Linked DNA regions of Mus musculus: all the other regions are linked to region 3. Evidence: chromatin contacts called from public HiChIP or PLAC-seq and promoter capture Hi-C data. All regions are on one chromosome and are shown on one strand. Each heading gives the region's core, a stretch centred on a gene start, on an enhancer-like site or on the middle of the called end of the contact. The rest is flanking DNA. Distances are from core to core; before and after follow the strand shown.

Region 1 (4,883 bases), core at 1,683-4,182, 630 kb before region 3:
CTCTAGATTCAAGTTCGAGGCCAGCCTGGTCTACAAAGTGAGTTTCAGGACAGCCAGGGCTACACAGAGAAACCTCTCTCGAAAACAAAAACAAACAAACAAACAAACAAAAAAACCAAACAAAAAATCAAATCCTAACACAGTAAGTTACCTGGCTTTCACAAGGATGGTTATATTGCACCCTCTCCCCTCTCCCTCTCCCTCTCCCTCTCCCTCTTTCCCTCTCCCTCTCCCTCTCCCCCTCCCCCTCCCCCTCCCCCTCCCTCTCCCTCTCCCCTTCTCCCTCTCTCCCTCTCTCCCTCTCCCTCTCTCCCTCTCTCCCTCTCCCTCTCCCTCTCCCTCTCTCCCTCTCCCTCTCTCCCTCTCTCCCTCTCCCTCTCCCTCTCCCTCTCCCTCTCCCTCTCCCTCTCCCTCTCCCTCTCCCTCTCCCTCTCCCTCTCCCTCTCCCTCTCCCTCTCCCTCTCCCTCTCCCTCTCCCTTTCCCCATTGTCTCACACACACACACACCCAGGGACCTGCTTTGTTTTGGAAGCTTAGGCAACTCCTGGATCTGTGTGAGCTAATCTATATAGCCTCTGTGATTCCCCAGCTGGCCTGGTTGAGTCTCGTGTCCCCAGGTTTCTGGGCCCTTGAGGGATCCCTCTTTCATCATCAGGTCACATCTGTCCTTGCCAGACTTGGCTCTACAGTGCATATCCAATATGCCTGTGCCCACAACACTCACCACTGTCTCCAGGTTGTCATATGTAGTCCCGTGTGTCTCTGGCCCCTCCCCAAAGTAACTCTGGCCCACCCCAGAGCCTCATATTCACATGCTTGGCTAGGCCCTGTTTCTCTGTGCAGGTAGTGGTGAGGGCTCTCAAGAACTTGCAGTGCTACACTGGAATTGTTTGTGTTTGTAATGCATATTGACTCCACAGCACAGCACCATAGCACCACAGTACTTCATCAAAATACCTATGGCATGTTTGCTGCAATAAATTCTACTATCTGTCCCCAAAGCGAGCAGCGAGCTGGTTCAGGACAATACCAGTCATCTCTGCATGGCCCATCCCCAGGGAGCCCTCCTGCAACCATCCTCCAGATTCTGTTGAGCTGGTGCTGGTGCTGGTGTGAGGGGCAAGCAGGTGTTCCTTGATGTCATCTGAATGCATTTGCTGAGTTAATGCCCCGGAGTGTATGCTTCCATGCCGTGTGTCTTGCACACGAAATGGTGTTTCCGGCCAGGAGTTGGGTTCTGGCTGCCCATCGTAGCCCACCTGTGTCCTGTGCTCTCTCCGTCTCTGAGACGACAATGTCTGATTAGATGGTCCCTGAAGGAGCCTCTGTCACCACCCGGCTGGGATGGAGCTGTTTCTCATCCTCCTTTCTCTCCCCTGGGTTTTATTTGGGAGCTGATTCAGCAGCATCCGAGGAAGTCGTAAGTCACTTGGAGGAGTCGTTCCTGGATGTGAAAACTGCAGGGCTTGGAAAGGGCTCAGCTCCTCTGGTGATCCGGCTCATTATGGTGCCGATGCTAGGGAATAAATGCCCTTTGCAGCCTTTTGATGGCCCATGAGGAAAAAAAGGCAGGCTTTACTGAGCAGGGGGCTACCAGTAAAACAGGAAGGCTTAGCCAGCAGGACACTGCGTCTGACCTTGCCGTGCTAGCTCCCATGAGATGGACAAAGGGACAGAGTTAGCTCCTGGGATGTGGGGTCACTGATGGGCAGTGGATAGAGAATGACCCTGCAGTGACCCTGGATAGAGGCAAACCTGACCCTTCTCTGGTTATTTTGGGACCACCAGTTTGGAAGTGTCATTCCAAAAAGTCAGCCTGAAGTCCCTGAAGGAGACAGCCAAGCCCAATGGAGAAGGGGAATGATGAAGAGAATAAGGGGTTTCCCTTTTGTCACACAGGGCAAGCCCAGGACAGATGCATTGAACTAGAGAGAGGACAGATGTTCAGAAGACCCATATGGCCATCTTTGCCCAACCTCACCCTAATTCTTCCTGCAAATGACTTTCTTTTGAGGGTCCAAAAGTGCCAGGATACTGCCACCCAGAAATAGCCATTGAACACAGAGTTCTCGGCAGCTCAGATGCACTGGGCTCACCCTTTCCAAGACCACACCAGCTGCAGCAGGATCAGAGCGGCAGGTCCCAAAGTGGAGCATACAGTCATGACCTACCCCATCAGCAGCCTGGGGGTGGGGGAATTGTATAGCATCGCATGCAATCTGGGATTATGGGAGGAAATGGAATGCCATCCATGGGTCATCACAGGGCGGTAGAGAAGCCTTGTGTCCTAGAGGGTTAAAGGACCCCTTCTGCCACCAGGGTGGCTCCTGGTCTCTGCTCTGGCTAGCTTTGTAGAAGCCTATGGTTAGTGCCACAACCTCCTCACTGTCTGATGAGATACACAGCCAAGCTCTGGCCCAGCTCTCTAGAGTCAAGGTTCAGAAGCCCACAAAGGAGACCACACAGTTGCTGCTTCAGGTAGGTGAGTGCTACAATAGCCCTTTGAAGGGTAGAAACCTCCTGTGAGGGGCCTGGGCACAGCCACCCAGAGGAAACTATAAAAACAAATGAGTCCCAGAAGGCCCATTGCTTGGCAATGTTCATTTGCCTCAGAGAAAGAACAGCCTGTCTCTATCCCTCCTCCAGAGCCCACTGACATCCTTCATCTCACAGAGTGCCCCCCACCCCCCATCTTCTAACTCCCCGAAAGGTCTCTTTCAGCTACTGTTTCAATTCAGAAGTCTCAGACTGGTGGTGAGTCAGGGGTTTGGTGCCACTCCTGTGGCTCTGAACTTTACCCGTATAACCTTCCCACCACCGGAGTCATCACGAGGCCTCTCGGAAGTGTGTGCAGGCAGACATGTTGTCTAGGAGAGAAGGAAGCCCAACTGCTGCACACTCCACCCTTGTCCCATAAATCTACACTGATCACTCCCACGTAGCTCCTAGCACCCAGTACCCAATTTCTAGTACCCAGCATCATTACTCCTAACTAGCCAGCACCAGAAGAATTCAGATTAAGCTGGCTCTTGGTTCTTGTAAGGTGGTCTCTTTACTACAGATATTCGCTGTCTCCAACCTGCCCTGCCCCGGCCCTTCCCTGCCCTGCCTTACTCTGAGCTGAGTTGGCTGCAGGATCTGGATTAGAAGAAGATTTTGCCTTTGGAAGCAAAACACGTTGCTTCTTCCCTGTCTGTGCACATGTATTTGTCAAAATGACAGCCTGCTGGGGGAGGCAGCAACAGGGTGTGTGTGTGTGTGTGTGTGTGTGTGTGTGTGTTGTGTGTAGCTTGGAGCTGGCAGGAGGCTTGAGGCTGCTCAGAGCTGGTCTCCCCTCAGAGGCCCCGAGCTCTCCTTGAATCTCTTACACAGTAGGAAATGAAGCCCTTTTAGCTGATTAGGTGACTTGGTGCTTGTCCCCAGCATCGTGGGCGGGTGATCACTGAGGGTGGCCAGCACTGTCTACTGTATGACCCATAAAGAGACTGTCCTGAGAAACCCACAGCTTAAATGTCTGAGATCTTTGAAACGACCTGTCCCAACCTTAGAATGGTGGTCATGGTAGAGCCAGGCCCAGACAGGGAACAGCAAAATGTCCATGGTCTTGTGTTTGCCATTATGCTAAGCTTCTGTGTGATAGAGGTGGTCTCATCTTCAGTTTCCTTCTGTATGGTGCCGAGCAGCTACTTCGTAGGAACAGCCAAACTGTGCATGTTCCGAAGCAGCTCCTGGGTGTGAACAGCCAAACTGCGCATGCTCAGAAGCAGCCTAGCCAAGCTGGGAACTTTGATCCATGTAGGTGTAGTTCTGGGGTCCCAAGTGACAACTGAGAGCCTCCTGGGTCACACTCTGCAGCCACTGTGCCTGCTTTTGGGTTGCAGAATCCAGACTCAGGCAGCTCACCATGAGCACGATCCATCATCCTGGGCCCCTTGCGATGCTTGGTGGGCACCACCAGCCCAGGGTTCCTTCTGCCTCTCTGTCAAGGAGAGGAAAACACTCTGACTGCCAGCTTTGGTAAGGCACACACACAGGCATCACCTCCTGGTCTCAGGGCCTTAGAGATTCCCTGGGGTGGTGGGGAGTAAGGTTGGCCTGAAGGTAGGCTCAATAGTGTCTTCTCTCTGCCTACTAATGTCAGTGTGGTCTTCACCAACTGTCCTTCTGTAACAGGTGACAGCTGAGTGTTCTGAGGCTCAGCTGTCTCTCTACAATACCGAGTATGAGGGCCAGAAGACAGGACCTGGGCCCACTGTTCCCCAGTGTGAGCTGTCACTGCCATTGCAAAGTTTGTCTTTCCACCATTACTAATCCCTCTACCTGAGCTGCCCTCAGCCCACCCTGGTCCAGGCCTACCAGGCCTCCTGCAGTCAGCAGCCCCTGCTCACCAGGCATGGTGGAAGCTGTTCTAAGATGTCTCTGGTCTCTTTACTGTGTCCCTTTTTCGACAGCTACTAAGTGCATGTCATGTGCTGTTGACAAGTGTCTTAGTGGCTGTCCTATCGCTGTGATGAAACACCATGCCCAAGGCAACTTTTAGCTTACAGCTTCACAGCATTAGTCCATGGTCATCATGGTGAGAAGCAGACTGGCATGACATTAGAGCGCTAGTTGAGAGCTTCCCATCCTGATCTGCAGGCACTGTTCAGAGAAGGAGACAGGGGAATGCTGGCTTTGGAAACTTCAAAGCCCATCTCAGCGACACTTTCTCCAACAAGGCCACACCTCCTAATCCTTCCCAAATAGTTCCATCAACTGGGAGCAAAGATATCAGCCTGTGGAGCATTCTTATTCAAATCACCACAGCTGGCATAGGGCCCCAGCTAGGGAAGGAGATAGCTTCCTTCCCTCCAGAACTTCTACCACCATGGCAGTCTGGCTAT
Region 2 (4,917 bases), core at 1,219-3,718, 600 kb before region 3:
CGTGTTCTCCCTCCCACACCAAGGTAAGTGACAGCTGACGATGCTGTCATTTCAATCCAGGGACAATTCCACACTAAGCAAACTCTCCGGCAGCTCACTGAGCCCCTCCCCACGCTCACATAGATGTGAGATCCAGAAGGTGTTTGCTTAAACCCCTGACCTACATTCTCCATCACGCAGTCATCCAACCTGGAAATGGCTGGGCAGCCGCATTGCCAACACAAACAGGGCTGCACTGTGCTGTGCTCTCAGTGGCTCTGCACCCCTCCCACCTTCTCTGCCTGCCTGGGCCACACACCCATCAAGCAGGAGGAGGGCACCTCCACTGTGATACCCTCCCAAGGACTGCAGATCAGGCTGATTCCTTTGCAGTGGGGTCTCTAGGGCCTGGCTCTGCCCTAAACATACACGCAGCTCTCCCGAGATTCCTTGGAAGCACAGGACAGAAAATCTCACGTTTCTCTTCTAGCTTTCAAATGCAAGCTGGGGCTGTAACTAAGGGGTGTGGCTTGGGGCTGAACAGTCTGTAAAGACTCTTCTAAAATAGACAGGAGGCAGCTGGAGGCTTTGCACCTCTGTCTTGTGGCTTTCAGGGGGACCCAGGGCCTGCAAGTCTTAGGTTCTAGTGTGAGAAGAGGTTACTTACCACTGTTCTGATCAGCCTGACTGAGGCCCAGGAAATAAAGAAAAAGCAAATACAAGAACAGGAAACCTGATGGAGAAGCTGTAATACCCCAGAAGCTGATGTGTTTATTATAGAGCATTTGGCAGGGGGGACTATAGCATACAGCTGTCCATGGAAGTGGGTATATTACAGAAAACAAGGAGTCAGGGTTATTATATACAGCTGAAAAGGGAGACAGGTTTTGCTCATCTCAAGAGAAGCAGAGCTGTCTTCGAGCTGTAAACCTCCCTTGGGAGGATGTATGGTGGACATTTTCTGTACACATTATCAGCATCTACACTCAGACCTGAGGAAGACTTTGCCACCTCCACGGGGCTGAGGCATTAGGGGTCCTTGGTATGTGGCTATGTCCATATCAACAGCACACATATACCCAGGATTTCACCTCACTGTTCTGCCCCCCCCCCCCGTAGGGGGCGGTGAGAACAGGTAAGAAAATGCCCAGAGTACAGGGGGTTTCCTACAGGGACCCTGAAATGCTGGGTTTTTCCTCTATAGATATGGCAAGCCCAGGGAAGGGTGGGTTTTGTAACCCTCAGCCCCCTCCCCCAAGGTGTGCACCCACTAGGGAACCTCGGGGGCCTGAAGCCTGTCACTGTTCAGCACTGGCTGTTTCACGGAGCCCTGGGGAAAGGCTCCAGTCAGCTTCTTCCTTTCCCATCTCCATCTGGTACCCAGCTCCGAGCTCTCCTCTACACAGTCCCTGAGACAAGACCATGTGATCTCCCAGCTTCTTCTCAAAACATCCTGGCAGCTCCCTGGCTGGAGACCCAGTGGCACTAAATAGAAATTTATGTGACAGGCCTCAGGGGAAAAGCCCAGAGGAGTTTGTTTAAAAGTAAATTCGTCAAGCCGAGCTGAGTCAGGGTCTGACCTCCAACCTCTGCTGACCCTCCCCAGCAAGGGGGGAGAGAGTCCAGCTACATCAACAAGCCACACCAGGGGATCCCACTGCAGACTTGTATCCCTTTGCCACCAAGAGATTAGCCCTGAGGTGACCGCAGCTACCCACACGTCAGGTCCCTCGGTTGTTACCTGGAGCATCTCCAGTCCTCACTGTCCTCCTTCCTCCAGTCCTCACTGAGCTGCCCCACCTTTGGCTCCCATGCTTTCCCTTATCCTGGTGCCCACCTACTCAGGTAAACCAGGGTCTGCTCAGCCCAACGAGCGGAGACCATTTTTCTTGCTCTGGCTATCAAAGGCAAATCCATGTGTGGCCACACAGACAGGGAGAGTGTCTGCTTATCTGGAGGCAACCGGCCTGTGTAAGCTTCCTTTCAATGCCCCATACCACCCTCTATTGATGTTCCTGGGACCAACAAGCCATGCCAGGACCAGGACTAATGAACCACTAGCATGGAGCACCAAGGAATCCACAGACAGCTGGCTGCTCTCACCTTGAACACTAGAAGGGGATGAGGGATGAAGTAGGTTGGGGTGCTCCTGGCAGAGAAGAGATTGAGGGAGGGGCGCAAGTCTCAGACCTCAGGTGTACACGTAGGTAGGGTTTTCCCGTTCTGCGGTTCTAGGGCTTTAGAGGCCAAGGTTCAGGTCATTGTTTCTCCAAGAACATCTGTCTGCTTGGCCCAAGCCCTCTGCCACAGCCTGGAGTCCTTGGCCCAGCTTTCTTAGCCACCCTTTAATGAAGCCTGGTGCAACAGGTTAGACTGACCCACCCTCACCCAATGCCCATCTTGTCTCCTCGGCCCCTTTTCTTCACCTGCTCTGTGGCAGCCAGAGACCTTGGGCTGTGTGGTCACATGGGCTGTTGACCATCTCAACCACACTGAAATCTCCTCTGCCACCTGGTGGCTAAAGCTCGCAATTGCTGCTGTTCTGTGACTGACCTGGAGCTGACCACTTGGGCAACTCTTAGGTCCTTGGGGAACAACCCAGAGAACTAGTCCCCTTCTGAGTCACAGATGATGAGAAAAGTTGTTATCTGTGAGGCCCTGTGTCCCTGACCCTGACAGAGTCCAACAGGGAAGCAGAGGACCTACCTGAGAAGACCCTCAAGCCCTACCGTTGGGAAGGAGATGTGGATACAGGATCCACAGGGTTCCTAGCCATAGTAACCCCCAAGAGCACCATGAGTACTGTAGTCTTTCAGGATGAAGGGCTCTCCCACAGGCCTGTCTCGCCTGCAGCAAGCCTCCCTGCTGTGTGTACCTGTGGGCACACCCAAGGGCCAGAGTGGCATAATGCCAGCTCCCTCTCCCTTGCTTGCTCTCAGCCATAGTCTTCTGTGGACCAGGGTATGGAAGTACACAGAGGTCCCAGCTCACACATAAACCTCCACACCAGCCCTATCGTCTCCATAGCGATGACCCAGAGTGCAATTGGAGAAGCCTTTCCAAGACCCCAGACTGCACCCTTTCCTGTGTCCCAGGGTTGGGCTGAGGAAGTGGCCAGGGTACATCCCTGGGCTCACTGCCTGGAACTCCACCCCAAGTAGCTAAATGTAGTTACCCCAGAACTCAAGGGCCCTGGAGAGGAACACTAGCCCCACAGCAGGCCCACCCTTTCAACTCCTGAGGCAGGGGCATAAACGCTTGACCCTTTCCCTCATGGACAGTACAGGAGCCCTCGGGCCTGAATCCACCAACACCACAAGCATGCGCTCAGGATTTCCTTCATTATGTTGTTCTTGGCCTGGGTTCATCATGCATAGTGTGGGTTTGCTGGGGACAGTTTCTTTCATGTGCATCATTGTGCTTTGACCTTATTGGCTCCTTCATCCCTTCAGTCCTCCTCCCCTTTCTTCCTCAGACTACTCCCTTCCCATAGTCTCCATCCTCTTCATGTGGCTAGAGATATATAGGTTTACACACACACACATACACACATATATACACACGTGTGTGTGTGTGTGTGTGTGTGTGTGTGTGTGATATTTGTCCTTTTGCATCTGCTTATTTTACTTAACGTGATCTCTGGTTGCATTCTGTTTTTCTAATAAGTGGTATCATTTTGTCCCTCTTCATGGCTGAGTAAAACCCCATGTGTGTATGGACCACATATTCTTTATCCATCCATCTACTGACAGACAAGCTGGTTCCCTGACTCAGCTATTGTGACTAGCGTCTCAAAAAGTGCAAGTGTGGAGGTGTTGCTGTGATGTGCCTACAGTAGATTCCTCCAGGTCTCTACCAGGAGGTAGGTTCTCTGTTTGCTTTAAGGAATCTTCATACTAATTTCCACAGTGGCTGGGCTCATTTATATCCTCACCAACAGTGGCTAAGGACTTAAGGACTTCCTTTTGGCCCCACCAGCATAGAGGGGAATCTTTTGTACGTGTGGAAGCATTCACCTGTGCAAAAAAAATCTATGGCTGGGGCTGGGGCTGGAGCTGGAGCTGGAGAGATGGCTCAGCGGTTAAGAGCACTGACTGTTCTTCCAGAGGTCCTGAGTTCAATTTCCAGCAACCACATGGTGGCTCACAACCATCTGTAATGGGATCCAGTGTGCTCTTCTGGTGTCTGAAAACAGTAGCAGCAATATATATATATATATATATATATATATATATATATATATATATATATAGAGAGAGAGAGAGAGAGAGAGAGAGAGAGAGAGAGAGTGTGTGTGTGTCTATGGTCAGTGAGCTGCGGCAGGATGAGAAGGTAGAATACCTGGCAGAAAGAGAACTCTGAGAGATAATCAGGTACTGGAGTTTTCACCCCAGACACAGAAGAAGATGGTCTCATAAAACAGAGGACCAGGTAACCAGCCACATGGCATGGCTTAGAATAAAATAGATGGGTAATTAAGTCAGGAGCTAGTCAGGGAACAGAGGCAAGGCTGTGTGCCTAGGCATTTATCCATATATAAGAAGCCTGAGTTCTTATTTCATGAACCTGGGTATGGGTAGAAAGGCCCAAGGTTACAGATGGCTTTAACTTAACTACACACCAGCATTTTTAGCTTGATTTCTTCCTTCTTTTCTTTTCTTTTCTTTTCTTTTTTTTTTCTTTTCTTTTTTGTCTTGTTGTTGTTCTGTGTGATAAAGCTATGGCTATCTTAGACTCTCTTTGTCTAGGATACCAGGCTGGCCTTAAACGCACAGAGATCCACCTGCCTCTGCCTCTGCCTCTGCCTCTGCCTCTGCCTCTGCCTCTGCCTCTGCCTCTGCCTCTGCCTCTGCCTCTGCCTCTGCCTCTGCCTCTGCCTCTGCCTCTGCCTCTGCCTCTGCCTCTGCCTCTGCCTCTGCCTCTGCCTCTGCCTCTGCC
Region 3 (4,807 bases), core at 181-2,680:
AGTCTTCCCCCACCCCTGCTGTTTTTGGGGGCTGGATTTGAGACAAGAGTCTTGCTATGTAGCCCTGGCTGGTCTGGAACTCCCTGTATACCAGGCTGTCCGAGAATTCATAGATCTGCCTGTCTCATGTTGGGATTAAAGGTGTGCACCACAACATCTGGCTTAAGAAATATTGTCTAGATTGTGTACGTGTGTGTGTGTGTGTGTGTGTGTGTGTGTTAAAAGAGAAACAAGTACTCTTAACAGCTGTGCAGCCCCACAAATAAATTCTAAGTGTAACTGTCAAAGTCTATGTAAAAAAAGAAAGCACTGTGTCAGGTAATATGTGTGACTGATTACACGAGTCTAGCATAGGCAAAATGACAAAAATCATCAAAAGCACAGTGGCTGTCAGGAGTTGACAGGGTGGGAAATAAATGAATATTAAGGACAATAGATTTTTTTTTTTTTAGGGCTGTGAACTACTCTGTGTGTATTGTAAAGTCCAAAATATAATATTGCTCATTGTGCAAAACAATAAAACTTCACAGCATAAAGAATGAACTCAATGCATGAAAAGCTTAGGGTGGAACGGGGTGTGACTGAACTTCCGACATGTGAATATATGAAACGACTTCACTGAAGAGGGTGATGTGAAGATACAGGGGAAGGAGTGTGGTCTCTGAGGGTCAAGGTCAAGAGTGGATTGTGAATATGCTCTGTGCTCTTGCTGCTGTGCTCCACTGCGATCCTAATAGGCTTAAGCTGACAGTGCTAATTCATAGTGGGGCTTAGGCTGACAGTGCCGATCCAGGCTCACATTCACACACACCTCGTCTCTCTCTGGTTCACATCTATACCTCTTTCACACACAGATCACTCCTGTTCAAAATAAAAATCCTTAGCATGACTGTCAACCCCTTTCCGATTTACCACCTATGTAGTTCTAGCTACTATAAAGCAAAGAAGTTATGATGCCGTCATAAGACGTGTCCTGTTTCCAGCCACGGTCCCCTAAGCACCTACTGTCACCCATTATTCTGCATGCACCCTAAAAGGTCCTAATCCTCCCCAATCTACCCCAAATCTCTGTTGCTGCTCCACATCACGTCACCCCAGAGTCTACAAGGCGTTCCACAAAGCAGTTTCTGAACCGATGAGCATGCGGGCCCAGGCTCCGGAGCTCCGGCATCTCGGCTCTCCGTATGCAGCCGGGAAAGTGAGTCCCGCTGCACCGGTGCTGTGAGCGGAGGCCTCAGGAGCTCGCGGCTCACGGGTCTGACAGACGCCGCCGGAGCGTCAGGGCTCGGAGCCGACAGGCCGAGATCCAAGCAAGGAGAGCCACCCGCCGCTCACCACGCGCTGGGCTCCGGCCGCGAGGCCGCGCGCGGGAGCCGACGCCGGGACGAGTCTCAGCAACCTCAAGGCCATGACTTCGCCGTCTGCGCCGGCTCAAGGACCAGAGGGACATGAACGCGACGGGGTCCTAGCTCGTCCGCGGCGCGCTGCCATGACGTCACCACTGAGTGTTCGCGGCGCCTGTCGAAAAAAGAAAATATTCCGGAACTGGGACGGGGCGGGGCCAGAGGGAAGGGGCGGAGCTTAGGCTTGTCGACGCTCTAGTTGCTTGAGCTTAGATTGTTTGGGCGAGGAGCGCGCCTAGATCCTAGACAAGTTATAGTATGAAAGTGGCAAAGGGCTAGAAGTCCTGCCTGGGCCTTGAGGCTCCCAGCTTTGAGCTCGGGTTCTCGCAGATGCTTGAGTTGTGTGACAAAAGTGTGACCCCCCACTCCCAGGTGTTCTGTGGGGTGAATCCTCTCGCTCCCCAGAATCTGTGCTGTCTCCCTGCTCCACGCCCAAACGTAGACCCACTTTCTGTTTGAGTTCTGTAGGGAGGATCCGCTCCCCGCCCTTCTGGTCGCTGAGGAGAGAGTCCATTCCCCATCTGAGTTCTAGGGGCGTCACATTCTCCCTGCCTAGGTTTCTGAGAGAAGGACCTGTCATCAGCTTGAGCCCTGTGGGGGCAACCAATTCACGACCTAGCAGTTCTGAGCTTTTGTAGTGCTAAGAGCTGAGGTGGCCACAGACCTGGCACCACCATATATCTCCAGTGCAGATCACCCTGCCTCATTTCCACAGCTGCCGACTTTATAGTCACCTCCTGGAAAGCTCTTCAGCTCCAAGAGCCTCTGAGGTGGAAGAGTGCAGTGCGCAGAAGCCAGGAAAGTGCTGATAGGGAGAGGATCCCCAAGACAATGAGGAGTTCTGGGTTGGGTTTGGACCACTTTCCATGTAGTTAACACAAAACCTCCCCCGCATTTCTGGATTTCTAGAAAGTCCTGTATCCTTACAGTACATTGAATACGGGAAGGGGAAACCTCTCCTCATTTCTTTTGAATCCTGATCATTATCTCATTTCCCTACTCCCCTCCAGTGTAATTCAAAAATCACTCAACCCCAAAAGAGAAATTTCCCAAGCACGTATGTTTTACTGAAGAATTTTACTTTATACATAAATATATGATACTAAATATGTACAGTCTCCTCCAGAAAACAGAAGCGATAATGCTTACTATCGCATGTTATGCTGCCATAACTGTCAAAGACAGTACAAAAATGTAAGACCTCCATATATCAGTATCTCAGCAAATTGAATCCAGCAACACATGAAATGAGTGGTGCACCACAAGCAATGGGATGTCATCCTAAAATCAACTGATATAAAAAACAAACTAACCAAAATAATTATGTGTGATCAGATTGCTTGGTTCAGGGAAAGCATTTGACAAAATTCAATATTCATTTAAAATAAAAGAACACATATGCTCCAACAAAGGCTACAGGGTGGCTGCTTCATCTTCATAAAGTATGCCCACAAAATCCTAAAGCTAACATCATATGAATAGAGAAAGAATGGGATAAGAGCACTGACTGCTCTTCCAAAGGTCCTGAGTTCAAATCCCAGCAACCACATGATGGTTTACAACCATCCGTAATGACATCTGACGCCCTCTACTGGTGTGTCTGAAGACACCTACAGTGTACTTACATATAAATAATAAATAAATATATATATATATAAAAAGCAAGGGGCCTGCTTTCCTCACAAGTACTCAACAAAGGAACCCCTAACCCACATAATAAGTACAAAAGATAGAAGAAGAATACATACAGGAAAAAAAGAGATACAATTATTTGTAGATTATATTATTTTTACTCAGAAAATCCAAAGGAGTTGACCAAAAAAAGCTTCTAGAATAAATAGCAAGTTCAGCCAGGTTATTCAATCCAAAAGGCAAACACAAACAAACAAAATAAAAAAGAGAAACACACACACACACACACACACACACACACACACACAGAGAGAGAGAGAGAGAGAGAGAGAGAGAGAGAGAGAGAATTACACAGTATTCTGTATGCTAACAGCATAGAAGTCAAAGCTGAATAGCAGATGGAATTCAATTTATATTTGGTCTAAGTAAACTTGTAATACTTGCATTTAAACATGACATATCTGTAGGAGGCAACACTTTAAACACTGATATAAGAAAACAAAGAAGAGTTTAATATATGTATATATAAAATCACAGATCAGAAGAAGAAACAGGCAATGTCAAGTCTTCTAAGTCTAATGGAGTTCCAACTAAAACCTCCACAAGGATGTTTTAATGGTCAGAGACAAGTTTTATTAAGTTGCAGAAATGTGAAGATGCTAGAATAGCCACAATGAATTTAAAAAGAAGAATAAAGTCAGAGGAGTTACTCTTCTGTTAATGAGCTTTATTATATGTTGATACAAAGCAAGAACATGTAGTAGTCAGGAGGGCTGTGGTGTTCATCCACAAATGAATCAGCACAAATGTTCTCAGCTGTTTCTACAACGGTGCAAACACAGTCCCATGGCAGGCAGTGCGAGAGCCATTGGCTAGCTGTGGAGAAGCAAATGAACCTTCAATAACCTTACCACAAGAAACAACAACAAAGCCTCCAACAACAGCAAAACCAAGCTTAGCATCACAAAATGGATCCTGTATTTGAATATAATATTCAAAACTACTAAGCTTTTAGGAAAAAAATAGGAGAAACATTTTGTGCCTAGGAGTAGGGGAATATTTTTAACTTGGTATCAGAAGCATCATTCAGAAAGAAAGAAAGAAAGAAAGAAAGAAAGAAAGAAAGAAAGAAAGAAAGAAAGAAAGAAAGGAAGAAAGGAAGAAGGAAAGAAAGGAAAGAAAGAAAAGAAAGAAAGAAAGTTAGTTAACTAGACTTATCAAACTCAGAAGATCCTGCTCTGGAAGAGACATTATTAAGAGGTTGAAAAGACTAACTGCAGGTGGAGAAAATATTTACAAAATAATATTTGATAACAGACCAGAGTCTAGAATACATAAACAGCTTTCTTAAATTCAGTTTGAAATAGTCCAGGGTTGGGCATGGTGGCTGGCACACTCCAAAAGTCAAGTGATGTGCTTCCATTTGTATTATATTGTGTGTTGAAATAAAATTACAGGAAGAACCAGTTAGGTGCTTCTGGAGGACACAGTATGAGGATGTGGGTGTAAGTCAGCAACACCAGACATCTTCCAGTGATGGAAATGTTCTGTTCCCCTGACTACACTGTGTCCACAACTGTCACAACTGTGCACATTCTGTGACACATGAATCTGTGTAGCTGATGGAACTTGAACAAGTGCAGCAGGGTGTGCCAGAGTCAATGCCCTGCCACTGAGCTGTACCTTCGTCATGCAGGACAACACTAGTGGGAAGACAAGGCCAGGGATACTCGGGACTACTACCTGGCATGCTTCTTTGCAACTTTCTCTTA
Region 4 (4,796 bases), core at 124-2,623, 650 kb before region 3:
CAGTTACCATGGCAGAGATATCTCCGTGTTTGTAATTATAAAACACAATGTAAAGGTTGCCATCCTTACAGTGTTTAGGTGTGTGGTTCTGTGGCACTGATCAAGCTTGCACTGTTTGCTAGGTGAGTAATTTCATCACACACTGTAACAACCGTCAGAAGCACCCGCCTCTACACCCTCATTAAACACTAACTCCCATCTCCTGCCCTGGCTCTTGGTGCCATTCTAGTTCCTGCCTCTGGGGACCTCCTATGACAGGAATTCCACAGGATTTATCACTGTAACTAGCTTACTTCAGTTAGCATATGCCTCATGGTCCACCCAGGTTACAGCTATGCCAAGATTTCATTTTTTTAAGGCTAAATGATATTTCATGTTGTACAGCTTCCCACTTTTGACTTTCATGAATACTGTGGCTATAAGCACAGTATGCTCTTCTATCATGCTTTTTGATGTCCACAAAGCTTGTTCTATCACGGTGATCAACTGGGTCCGCGTAGCACTGGATTCCCTGACTTATCCTCCAGATGTGGGTGGACCCTCACATCTATGTTCTGGGTTTCACGGTCTCTTTATCACACCAGTCCCCTCCCTGTGACCAGCTGTCCTCACGGAGACTCTGTTCATAACGTCCCAGAGAAGCAGAAATGAAATCCACAGGGAAGGCACCGGCTCTAGGACAAAGAACCACAGCCTATCACAGCCTGAGTGGATTTACAGTGTTCTTGTCACTAGACGGCTCCAGCTATGAAAGACAGTTGTTGGCATCGCCTCTTTTGAGATGGTTTGATCTGTCAGGGCAAACCAGGGAGGGAGGCAGGGCAGCTGGTATCTGTCACTCTCCTGGGCCACAGAGGACTCAGTTCCATTTTTCTTCACTGGGTTGAAACATGGCAGTCAGAAGTCTCTCAAGGAGCCTTGAGGACAGGATGGGGGGATGTCCCCTTCAGGACTTAGCAGAAGAAAAGGTCATCTCAGGACCCCTCTGACTGTACTGCCCACTGGGACAGAAGAGTTCCAGCCATTCCACCACTGGATAAAGGTAGACTTGGCCAAGAGATGAAAGAGGAAATTTGGAAAACTCTGTGATGCTGACCAACATTTCCTTAGAGAGTCCCTGTGGCTGTGTGCTCCATGTGGCTGGAAACTGTGGGATCTCACACCATCTGTAAGGGCTGGGCTTCCAGCCGCTGCAACACTGCAAATTCCTGGTGACACAGGAGCCAAAGGCACTTTGTGAACTTCTACTCCCTCACCAGGGGACAGCGTGAGTCAGGCCATACAAATTCCCATGATGTCAGCCACTCTGCTTAGCTTCTGGGACTCCTAGGTCCCTGTGCCTTTCTCCCCCTGTCCCCAAGTAGCAAAGCATAAATAAACAGATGGAAAGTTACCTCACAGATCCCTGGCAAAGCCCTCTGGCCCTGCACAGCCCTGGCTGGGTGAAAGTTTACTTTAGAAGATTCTGATGCAATAAAGACAGACAAAGGAGGTGGCTGGTCATGGGCTCTAGCACTGTCGGGGCTTGGAGGGAAATGGATGCAGGAAAGGCCCAGGCTTCAGGTTAGAGTTCAGGTCTCCAGCTCCATAACTCTGGAAAGAGAGAAAGAAAGAAAGAAAGAAAGAAAGAAAGAAAGAAAGAAAGAAAGAAAGAAAGAAAGAAAGAAAGAAACCCAGTGGTCATCTGTGCCCCTTACAAGCTAACTGCTGTCTACTACTACTGCCAAGAAGCTCACTATTAGGAGACACAGCCAAGTGTGCTGGTGTTCACTTGCAATCCCAGCAGGAACACGGAAGTGAACGTAAGAGGCTGGGAGCTGGCTCGGCTGGCAGTGTTTGCTGCAGGAACATGAGGACCCAGGTTCAACCCCTTGAACCTGTACGCAAAAGTTGGGTGACGTGGTAAAAGTGTTTTCAATCCCAGCACCGTGGAGGCAGAGACAGGAGGGTCCCGAGGGCTCAAAAGTAACTGGGAGATCCGGGGAGGGATCTGCCTCAAAAGATAAGGCAGAGAGCAACTGAAGAAGAGCACTCTGACCCGCCCTACTTACATACATGTGCACACACACCTGCATGCATATGTGCACCCAAAAACACCCCCAGCAAATAAATATGTAAATAAAGTCCAAGGCCAGCCTCAATTACATAGTAAGGACCAGGCCAGCCTCAGAAACACAGTGAGACCTTATCTCAAAAGTAAGTGCAGCGGTGAAGAGCACTGGTTGTTCCTGCAGACGATTGAAGTTCTGTTCTCAGCACCCATGCCAGGCAGCTCACAACCATCAAAAACACAAGCTCCAGGGGCTCCGGCAACCTCTTCTGGCCTCCATGGGCACTTATACCCACATGCACACTGGCATACACATAATTAAAAAAGAAAACATTTACGTGCATGCATACATACATACATACATACATACATACATACATGCATAAGATGCATGAAGCCTGAGCAGATGGTAAGCAGGAGCTTCATGGATGGTAGAGACATCCACCTGGGAGAGCCTGTGTCTAGCTGAGTCCTGATTCCTCTATCCCATGTACACCGCTATTAGACAGAACTGGGTTTCAGCAGCAGTTGCAGAGACAAAAGTCTTCCCTATGATGTGTCAACATAGCAGAAGCTACATCAGAAGAAAGAGAAGCCTGTGGGCCCACAAGAGCCTTCACTTTGGCTTCTCCCGAGGCCAGCAAGGGACCTGACAGAAGCAAGAGAAATCAACTTCTTCAGAAGTTAAAATTCTAGGTCATTTGCAAGAAAAAGAAATGTACTAATCTTTCTAAAGAATATATCATCGTCGGGGAAATAAGAGGGTTTCTGTATGGGACAAAAAGGTAGTTTAACATTGATATATTTACAAAGTTTGTAACACACTTTGGCAAAATGTGCTAAAGAGCGTGCGATGAATTCGTGTTCTTTGATCACTTATGTCAATCAGCACTTCCATAGTGAGAAAAGGGAGTAACTGTGGTGGACTCAGGGTCCTGAAGCTCTGTGTGGCAACTCTGCTTCTGCAGCAGGCTCTGCTACTTGAAACCTCAGCCTTCTAACAGGAGCCTCTTCCTGTCCCTGCAAGCAGCTCTGTTTGAGTCAGCAGGGGTGTCTGGCAAGATTGTTTTTGTCTTCTAAAGTAATTCCACGGGGGGGGGGGGGGGGGGGAGGATGGAAAGGGAGAAAGTGAATCAACAAAGCACACTTCATTCAAAAATGCCACAGTGGTTTCTAAGACCTTGCATGCTAATCTAAAAATAATAATAATGAGATAAAGTAGTTCCATGGAAACTGAAAACTGATGGAGTCCTGAAGACAAACAGTAGGTGATAAATAAATATTTGTAGATGATACAGTTGCCTTTCAGGAGCCCTGCTCCCCGCCCTAGCACCAACACAAGTGTTATTCAGAATCCGTAGGACCCATGAGCAAGCTGTGATGGAACTCAGCTCTTACCTAGGACAGAGTTCAACACTCTCTTATGCACATCAGCAATAGCTAAGTGCTCTCTATTGTCAGCCAAAAAGATGCCAGCCACAGAAATGAAGACTAGGGCTAGCTAGGGGGATAGCTTAGCCAGTAAATAGTGTTTGCCTTGCAAGAAGAGCAGCCTGAGTTCAGACCCCCCAAAACTCACTTTAAAATAAAAGAAACCAAGTACGGTGGTGGTGGTGGTGGTGGTGGTGGTGGTGGTGGTGGTGGTGGTGGTGTGGGCACCAGTGCTGGGGACAGAAAACAGGTAGTTCTCTAGGGGTTGCTGGCCAGCCAGCCTAGCCTACTTGGTGAGCCCTAGGCCAGTAAGAGACCCTTTTTCAAAAAAAAAAAAAAAAAAAAAAAAAAAAAAACGGTAGGTAAAGCCTGAGGAAAGACACCTGATTTATCCTATGGCTTTTACACATACACACACATGTGCGTGCAGACAAAATGATACAACACAGAAGAAAATTTAGATACTATCTTGTATCTGCCTGATGAGGGACGGGGCGGGTTTCTTGGGAGTACAGCAGAACATGACCTTGAAGGATCAGTTCTGCTTACAGTGGGGATGTGTGGAAACGCAGCGCTGAGCACGTCATTTCTTTACCAAATCACATAGATAACAGTTTCAAAGCGGCAAGACTGTGCTCAGGCAGCTCTGAGAGTCGGGACAACAGGGGTGCCAAGATTTTTGCGGAGAAACTAGGAGTGGTCTGTCTCTTACAGCTGATGCTGTTTCAGGGGTGTGTTGTAAAACATCTGGATGCATCCTGGGAAACACATGGAAAATGGATGGCATGAGCCATGGAGTCCTCCAGAGAAAGCTAATACTTGTCACAGGCTGACTTAGGGTGAAAGGGACAGTGCAAACCCTTGGGTAGAAAGGATTGCACTAGTCCCAGTATGATGGGCTGGTACTCGGCAGACAGAAGGGTAAGGACAGCCAGGAGAGGGTGGTAAGCTCTGTGTTGGGTGCTCTCCCCGCCCCCGACATTTCCTAGCCCTTTCCTAGCCCTCTTTGGAGTGAGTGGGCCACCATGTGCTCTGTCAGAGCTCACCTTACCCTGCACAATTAGCCTCACACTGGGCCTTCCTTACAAAGCCTCCAGCCTCAGTTCAATGGCAGCCAGCAAATAGTCCCGTAGAGCATCCAGAAAAGCATAAGCAGGCAGCCTCCCACCCACCCATCGGGAGTGGGGGCAGGACTTCTTAAGGCCATGGGAATCCATAGACCTGCTAGGTGTGCAGGGCTCTGGTGATCGTCAGAGCCCAGCTGGGAGGGGATCTGGGTCAGCTCCTGCCCCTTGGCTCTGATGTAGCAAGTAAG
Region 5 (5,046 bases), core at 1,129-3,628, 550 kb before region 3:
ACTTGTGCAGAGCCACTTGGAACCTGGATCTAGCAGGGTGGCCAGGCAGCCCTTGCACTGAGGGGTAAGGTCAGTGGAGGGTGACATGACCACCAGGTGGGGCCACTCTTTATATTTAGAGGGGGCTCAGAATAGGGACATAGAGCCCCAGACATTATTTGGTGGAGGGTTTTGGGCAGAGCAGAGGCAGGACCATCTGGGAGACCTGCACCTATAGCTGTCAGGCAGTACTGCCCTGGTGAGGGCCTGAAGGAAAGGGGGAAAAACTTCCAGAAACATCTGTGAATCACTCCTCCCTCTTTCTCCCCTCTCCCAGGCTGCTCTGTGACCCTGGGGGAACAAAACAATCTCTAGTGGCTGCCCTGTCCTTAGATTTTTATTTTGTTTCCATGGTAAGAAGGGTCTTTTTCCTCCCTGTCCATTTCAAACCCCCAACCAAAAAAACACCAAGCCAAGATCCCGCAGCCTCCAGGGTTGCCCTGGCTGCTCCTGGCAAGTAGGGTGAAAGCATTTGTTGCCATCATAAAGTCAGGTTGCTTCCCCGGTCTGTGCTACCAGGAAGCTTACAGCTTGATTTCCAACCCACTCCTTGCAGCTGTACAGAACCGCATGGTGTGCTGTGTGGCTCCTTTGATTCTTGGCTTCACCCCAATGTCTTTCCAGTGCCCGTCCTGTGGGCTGCCCTCTAGACTGTCCCAGCTCTGCCCACAAGGAGGATGTAGACTCCCTTATGCCAAGCTCCATCCTGAGGTCCATCCATGTCCTCAGGGTCTCCAACGGTCCTGTGGCTGCTGATAAAAGGCAGGTGCAAAGCAAGAAGTCCACCCTTTCCTCGACTCCAGCAATTCTGGGGCAGCCGTGGGGGTGGAGGTAGGGCCCAGGGCAGCCTTGCTCTGGAATTGACCGAGGGTTCCAGTGTAACCGTATCTTCTGCAGAGGTTCGGTCTCTGTGGTCCTGCTGGGTTCAAGGGGCATCATCTCTGACAATGGGGCCTGAAGCTGGGCCTCTCTTGAGGGCCATCAGCTCCCACTCCTGACTGAGAAGAGTGGGGATCAGGCTTCATGGACATGGCTGGAGTTCACAGGATGATGCTAGAGTTGTAGCCTTCACCATGGCTATGAGCCTGCTCATCAGCCCCGTGTCCAGCAGACCCCAGAGACCCCTGAGTTTTCATGCTTTCTGCAGCTTAAGGACTTTTAGTCTCTACACTCTGTCCACAAGACACCTTTGCAGGAAAGGATGTGCATGCCCATTCCATGACTCAGGTCTTCCCAACCGTATGGTCCTGTGTGTCCCAGGCAGAAAGCAGGGTCCAGCTCAACTTGGAGGACCAGATTTTCGTATATGGCATGAGCTGAGACATAGGTATCCAAGGCTTTGTAAATGTCTGTGAGTTTTCTGGACCTCCTTCCCCATCCAAGACATGGGCATGGCGTGGGCGTGGTGTGGCCGAGTGGGCGTGTGTGTGTGTGTGTGTGTGTGTGTGTGTGTGTGTGTGGTTTCTGTTGCTGCAGACATGTTACTGTGGTCCACACCAGGCCTCAATGGCATACCCCAGAGGAAGGAATAAATAAATGTTCCCTTAGCGTGAGTCAGGACCTAGACTCTCTCTAAGGTAATGCTGGTCTCAAAGAGTCTGCTTAAACTGATCTTACAAGCATAATTATCCTGAATAAAGAGAGTGGGCTTAGTCAAGTGAACGGACTGTTTTCATGGGGAACATGGAAACTGAGCCCTTGCGTGCTGAAAAGAGAGGTAACACAGGTGCCGACGCCGGGAGGCCTGGACCAGAGAAGCCTTAGAGGCAGCTGTAGGGATGGTGGGAATAGACTGTAGAGATCGGACTCCCTAGCAGCTACTTTCTAGGTGCTTCACTTGCCAGTGTTGTAACTTAATGACCCTGGGCAGCAGAGCTAGGGTCCTGGACTAGTCTGGAGAGAGCGTCCCCGGGGAGTCCCTTGTTCCCTCGCCCAGCCAGGATGCCCTGCTGAAGGCCCTCACCTGCTAATGCCTGTGGCCTTGGCTACACCATGCCTGGTAGGTTGGGTCACTGCAGTCAGTGCTGAGGCCTTTCCTGATCCTCTGGCTCTGCAGGAGTCAGGGACATCAGGTTCCTCAGCCAGCTCAGGACACCTGCCTAACCTCCCTAGCTGGCCAGGTCATGCCTTATGCTGCTTAGATGCCCCAGGGTCTGTGGGGGGGTCTCCAAGCTTGTCCTCAGGGACAGGAGGAAAGTAGACTAGGCTAGACCCCCCTGCCCCCCACCCCGCCCCCGTGCGTCCTGCACTTTCCATTAAAGAAGGAGCTGACTCCCTCCCCATCTGTTTCTTCTTCAGATAAAATCTATTTTCGGACAGAAGTATGTGCTCTGCTTTGCCACATGCCTCCCCAGTGCTCCTCTGTGGGTGGCTGCAGCTGTGGCCCAGTGCTTCTCTGCAGCATCTCAGAGTTAGGTTGGAGGGTGGGGGTGGGGGACAACGTCAGACCCGTAACCCCCTCCTGCTCCAGGGGCCTGAGGGCATTCGTATGTAAAAGCTGTGAGTTCTGTAGGTAGAAGTGTTCAGGCCCAGGGCCCCACCCTATCTTCCACTTGCCCTGGAACCTTGGGGACTCTCAGGGCTTTGCTGGCTGTCAGAGAGGTCTTAACTGCCTGGGCTGGGAGTTACCTCACAGGGCTCTCCCCAGGGCAGTGTTCAGACCCCTGAGACTTAGCTCAAACACTCAAGGACTCCTTCCCCCTATCTCCTGCCTCACTTCTCATTTGGGCGTTTTCATACTTCGTATTTTCATATCAGTGGGGGCTGGGGTGGTGGGGCCCGAGGGGCCGTCCTATCCCTAGTGACTTGGGAGTGACTTTAGGGGAAGTCACATAGACTTGAGTCTGGGTGGGGAAGGCCATCTTGCCTGTCTGAGGCCAGGGCAGCAGGAGGCAGGACTCTGGGATCATATACAGGGTGGTGTGGAGAATGCATCCAATATCAAATGCATGAATGCATCTAAGTAAGTACACAGCAAGCATAAGTAAAGACCAGGCAGGAAGTAGTGGATGGATAGAAGCGGCTGATAGACAAAAACAAAACAAAAAACAAAAAACCACCATCAAACCGGGGCATCCACAACACCCAGATGACTGGGGAAGCCATGCTGGAGCAACCTTGCTAGAATTCTTGGTCAAAAGTTCAGCAGAGCAGCTTGTCCGTGAACGGGCTTCCTAGGGAACAAGTGAACAGCAGTAAATAGATAACGTTGCCCAGCAGACACTGACAGGGAGGTTGAGGCAGTCGGTGGGAGTTCCCTGCTGAGCTTTCTCTCCATGGCTGAACTCCCAGCTTCCAGTTTCCATGTCTGACACTCTGTATATCATAGACAATAGTAACCTCTGTTGCAAATGGTTTTCCTTCTAAGCTGTTCTTAAGAACACAGTGTTTCTATTCTCAGGCCGTTTCCCATCTCGGGTTGGCTGGGAGGACGTTTGACACAAGCATGCTTGGGTCTGAAGTAGGAACATCTCAGTGAACTCAAACAGCATGTGGGCTTGCCAGAGATTCTGAACACAGGCATCTCAGTGCCAACGTCTCCATGAACTCAAACAGCATGCAGCAATTTATCAATACAATGTTCTTTCCTGGGTGTTAGAGAGCAGGACTCTGGTGGATGTGGCCAGAAGGTCACTTGCTTTTGTCCACACAGCCACTCCCCCAGGCAGTACTGTCCTCATTCCATCTGTAGCCAACAGCACTAGCGCACACCAGACCCCCTTAGCCCTCTGAGCAGCTTGGCCTCAAAGCAACTTGGTTGTGTCAAATGGCTCAAGGCACATTTTTAACTTGGACTTGGGCACAGAAAGAGAAAACATAGGGATGCATCTATGATAGAAGGGGAAAAAAAAAAACTGTCTGTGCTGAGCCAAACTCTTGTCTCCTTAGCGTGTCACATTTCCCCTGAGGGTGTGTCTCTGCAGGTCATCAGCCAAAGGGGCCTCAGGCTTGGAGGCAGGAAGGGTTCATCCCAAGGGACAAAAGTGAAAAGCCAGGAGCCGAGTCCCCAGCGCACCCAAGGGCAACTGCTTGTTCAGCGCTCCCTGGCCTGCCTCCTCCATGAGAGCTGGATGGGCTCCAGGCAAGGTACTTCTGAAGGGTAGGGTATGGAAGACACTAACTGATGGGGAGTGAGTGGGGCTAAAGTTTAGACTCTAGACAAGATAGACTCAGGGTAAAAAACCATTCTGAGCTACTCAGAAGAGAGATACAGGGCAGCTCCACGGAAGGAGCTCCTGGACTGTCGTAGCAGGATCGGGCCCTTTTCCCACACAACACTTGAGAGGCTTACACAGAACTAGGATACCTGGGAAGTTTGAAGAGAACACTCTCCCAACTAGGGTACCAAAGGTGTCAGGAATGAGTTAACACCTGTCCCAGCCCCGGGCCACCACAAGTCAAGTCAGCACTGTTCCCCAGCCTAGGACAGACTGCCCTTTCTCTCCTTGGCTGATGGCACACTGCCCCCAGCAATGGCCAGAGCACCAGATAAGGTTGGGCTCAACAGAGTCTGCCAGACCCGTGGCTTCTACTGCTGGACCCTTCATGCCTGTGGAGGAGATGCCAGAACTCCAGGCCATAGGTCCTTCCCCTCACCACCCAGAATAGCTTTCTCACCCTGGATGACAAGGGATCAGAACCAGATGTTCTTCCACACAAGAGGCTGAGGCCCACCCTATGCTATGTGCTGTGCTACCCGGCTGAGGACCTTGGATGCTGGCCACACCCTCAGCCTCCCCGGGGAATGCTGGTTCTTCCTTTGTCTTCTCATCCTGCTTGGTGCCATGGGAGCTGCCTGCTCCAAGTGGGCCTCCATATATCTAGGCCCAGCTTCCCCAGGGATTGGTTCTGCTTACTTTCTGGGCCAGCCCACCTCTGAGAGCCTGGCCATGGGCCCAGGAATCAGTGTTGCTGGTTTGCCCAAAGACTATTTGGGGGACAAAATAAGTGAATGTCCCTGAGATAGCAGCAGGCATGGGAAATTAACCTATGGCCTGTACCCTGTGC

Evidence for each region. Promoter capture Hi-C pulls out the DNA fragments that hold promoters and counts their contacts. HiChIP or PLAC-seq counts read pairs in DNA pulled down with a chosen protein or histone mark.
Region 1: a contact with region 3 is called in a promoter capture Hi-C map of hippocampal neurons, with 2.7 times the contacts expected there. The contact joins the enhancer-like site here to the promoter of Ndufa10 in region 3. A contact is called at or near these places in 3 of 39 promoter capture datasets (the SN4741 cell line, embryonic stem cells and hippocampal neurons), 1 of 484 Hi-C or Micro-C datasets (bone marrow-derived macrophages) and 10 of 115 datasets of contacts at active chromatin or transcription factors (embryonic basal ganglia, embryonic forebrain, embryonic stem cells and 4 more).
Region 2: a contact with region 3 is called in a FOXA1 HiChIP or PLAC-seq map of pancreatic cancer cells. The contact joins the enhancer-like site here to the promoter of Ndufa10 in region 3. A contact is called at or near these places in 9 of 39 promoter capture datasets (the 3T3-L1 cell line, the C10 cell line, HPC-7-derived erythroid cells and 4 more), 1 of 484 Hi-C or Micro-C datasets (bone marrow-derived macrophages), 13 of 115 datasets of contacts at active chromatin or transcription factors (the NIH/3T3 cell line, astrocytes, bone marrow-derived macrophages and 6 more) and 1 of 9 other capture datasets (adipose tissue).
Region 4: a FOXA1 HiChIP or PLAC-seq map of pancreatic cancer cells shows a contact between it and region 3. The contact joins the enhancer-like site here to the promoter of Ndufa10 in region 3. A contact is called at or near these places in 5 of 39 promoter capture datasets (the 3T3-L1 cell line, 3T3-L1-derived adipocytes, the C10 cell line and 2 more), 1 of 484 Hi-C or Micro-C datasets (the C2C12 cell line) and 10 of 115 datasets of contacts at active chromatin or transcription factors (the SCID.adh cell line, embryonic forebrain, embryonic stem cells and 4 more).
Region 5: a contact with region 3 is called in a promoter capture Hi-C map of embryonic stem cells, with 5 times the contacts expected there. The contact joins the enhancer-like site here to the promoter of Ndufa10 in region 3. A contact is called at or near these places in 22 of 39 promoter capture datasets (the 3T3-L1 cell line, 3T3-L1-derived adipocytes, the C10 cell line and 11 more), 1 of 15 datasets of contacts at CTCF or cohesin (embryonic stem cells), 1 of 484 Hi-C or Micro-C datasets (bone marrow-derived macrophages), 31 of 115 datasets of contacts at active chromatin or transcription factors (Th17 cells, bone marrow-derived macrophages, double positive thymocytes and 16 more) and 4 of 9 other capture datasets (adipose tissue, embryonic stem cells, liver and 1 more).

What each region holds. Positions count from the first base shown.
Region 1 is chr1:91,836,914-91,841,796 of GRCm38.p6, forward strand. All of the region lies in intron 1 of Twist2 (twist basic helix-loop-helix transcription factor 2), which reads left to right. Among named protein-coding and RNA genes, the nearest start is that of Gm46117, 8.0 kb to the left of the region's middle. Within about 2 kb of position 2,933, at least 17 of the 459 cell types and tissues checked have an H3K27ac peak or open chromatin away from gene starts, as enhancers often do. A contact at or near this core is called in hippocampal neurons, where this site is marked.
Region 2 is chr1:91,872,358-91,877,274 of GRCm38.p6, forward strand. No RefSeq gene overlaps it. Among named protein-coding and RNA genes, the nearest start is that of Gm46242, 4.8 kb to the right of the region's middle. Within about 2 kb of position 2,469, at least 37 of the 459 cell types and tissues checked have an H3K27ac peak or open chromatin away from gene starts, as enhancers often do. A contact at or near this core is called in pancreatic cancer cells, where this site is marked.
Region 3 is chr1:92,472,328-92,477,134 of GRCm38.p6, forward strand. It overlaps Ndufa10 (NADH:ubiquinone oxidoreductase subunit A10), which reads right to left and starts at 1,431. Exons shown (of 10, transcript NM_024197.1): 1 at 1,336-1,431. The coding sequence starts at 1,410.
Region 4 is chr1:91,822,373-91,827,168 of GRCm38.p6, forward strand. The region is part of intron 1 of Twist2 (twist basic helix-loop-helix transcription factor 2); the gene reads left to right. All of the region lies in intron 1 of Gm46117 (a long non-coding RNA gene), which reads right to left. Among named protein-coding and RNA genes, the nearest start is that of Gm46117, 6.6 kb to the right of the region's middle. Within about 2 kb of position 1,374, at least 72 of the 459 cell types and tissues checked have an H3K27ac peak or open chromatin away from gene starts, as enhancers often do. A contact at or near this core is called in 3T3-L1-derived adipocytes, the C2C12 cell line and pancreatic cancer cells, where this site is marked.
Region 5 is chr1:91,917,858-91,922,903 of GRCm38.p6, forward strand. No RefSeq gene overlaps it. Among named protein-coding and RNA genes, the nearest start is that of Gm46242, 41 kb to the left of the region's middle. Within about 2 kb of position 2,379, at least 35 of the 459 cell types and tissues checked have an H3K27ac peak or open chromatin away from gene starts, as enhancers often do. A contact at or near this core is called in 3T3-L1-derived adipocytes, embryonic stem cells, hippocampal neurons and 1 more, where this site is marked.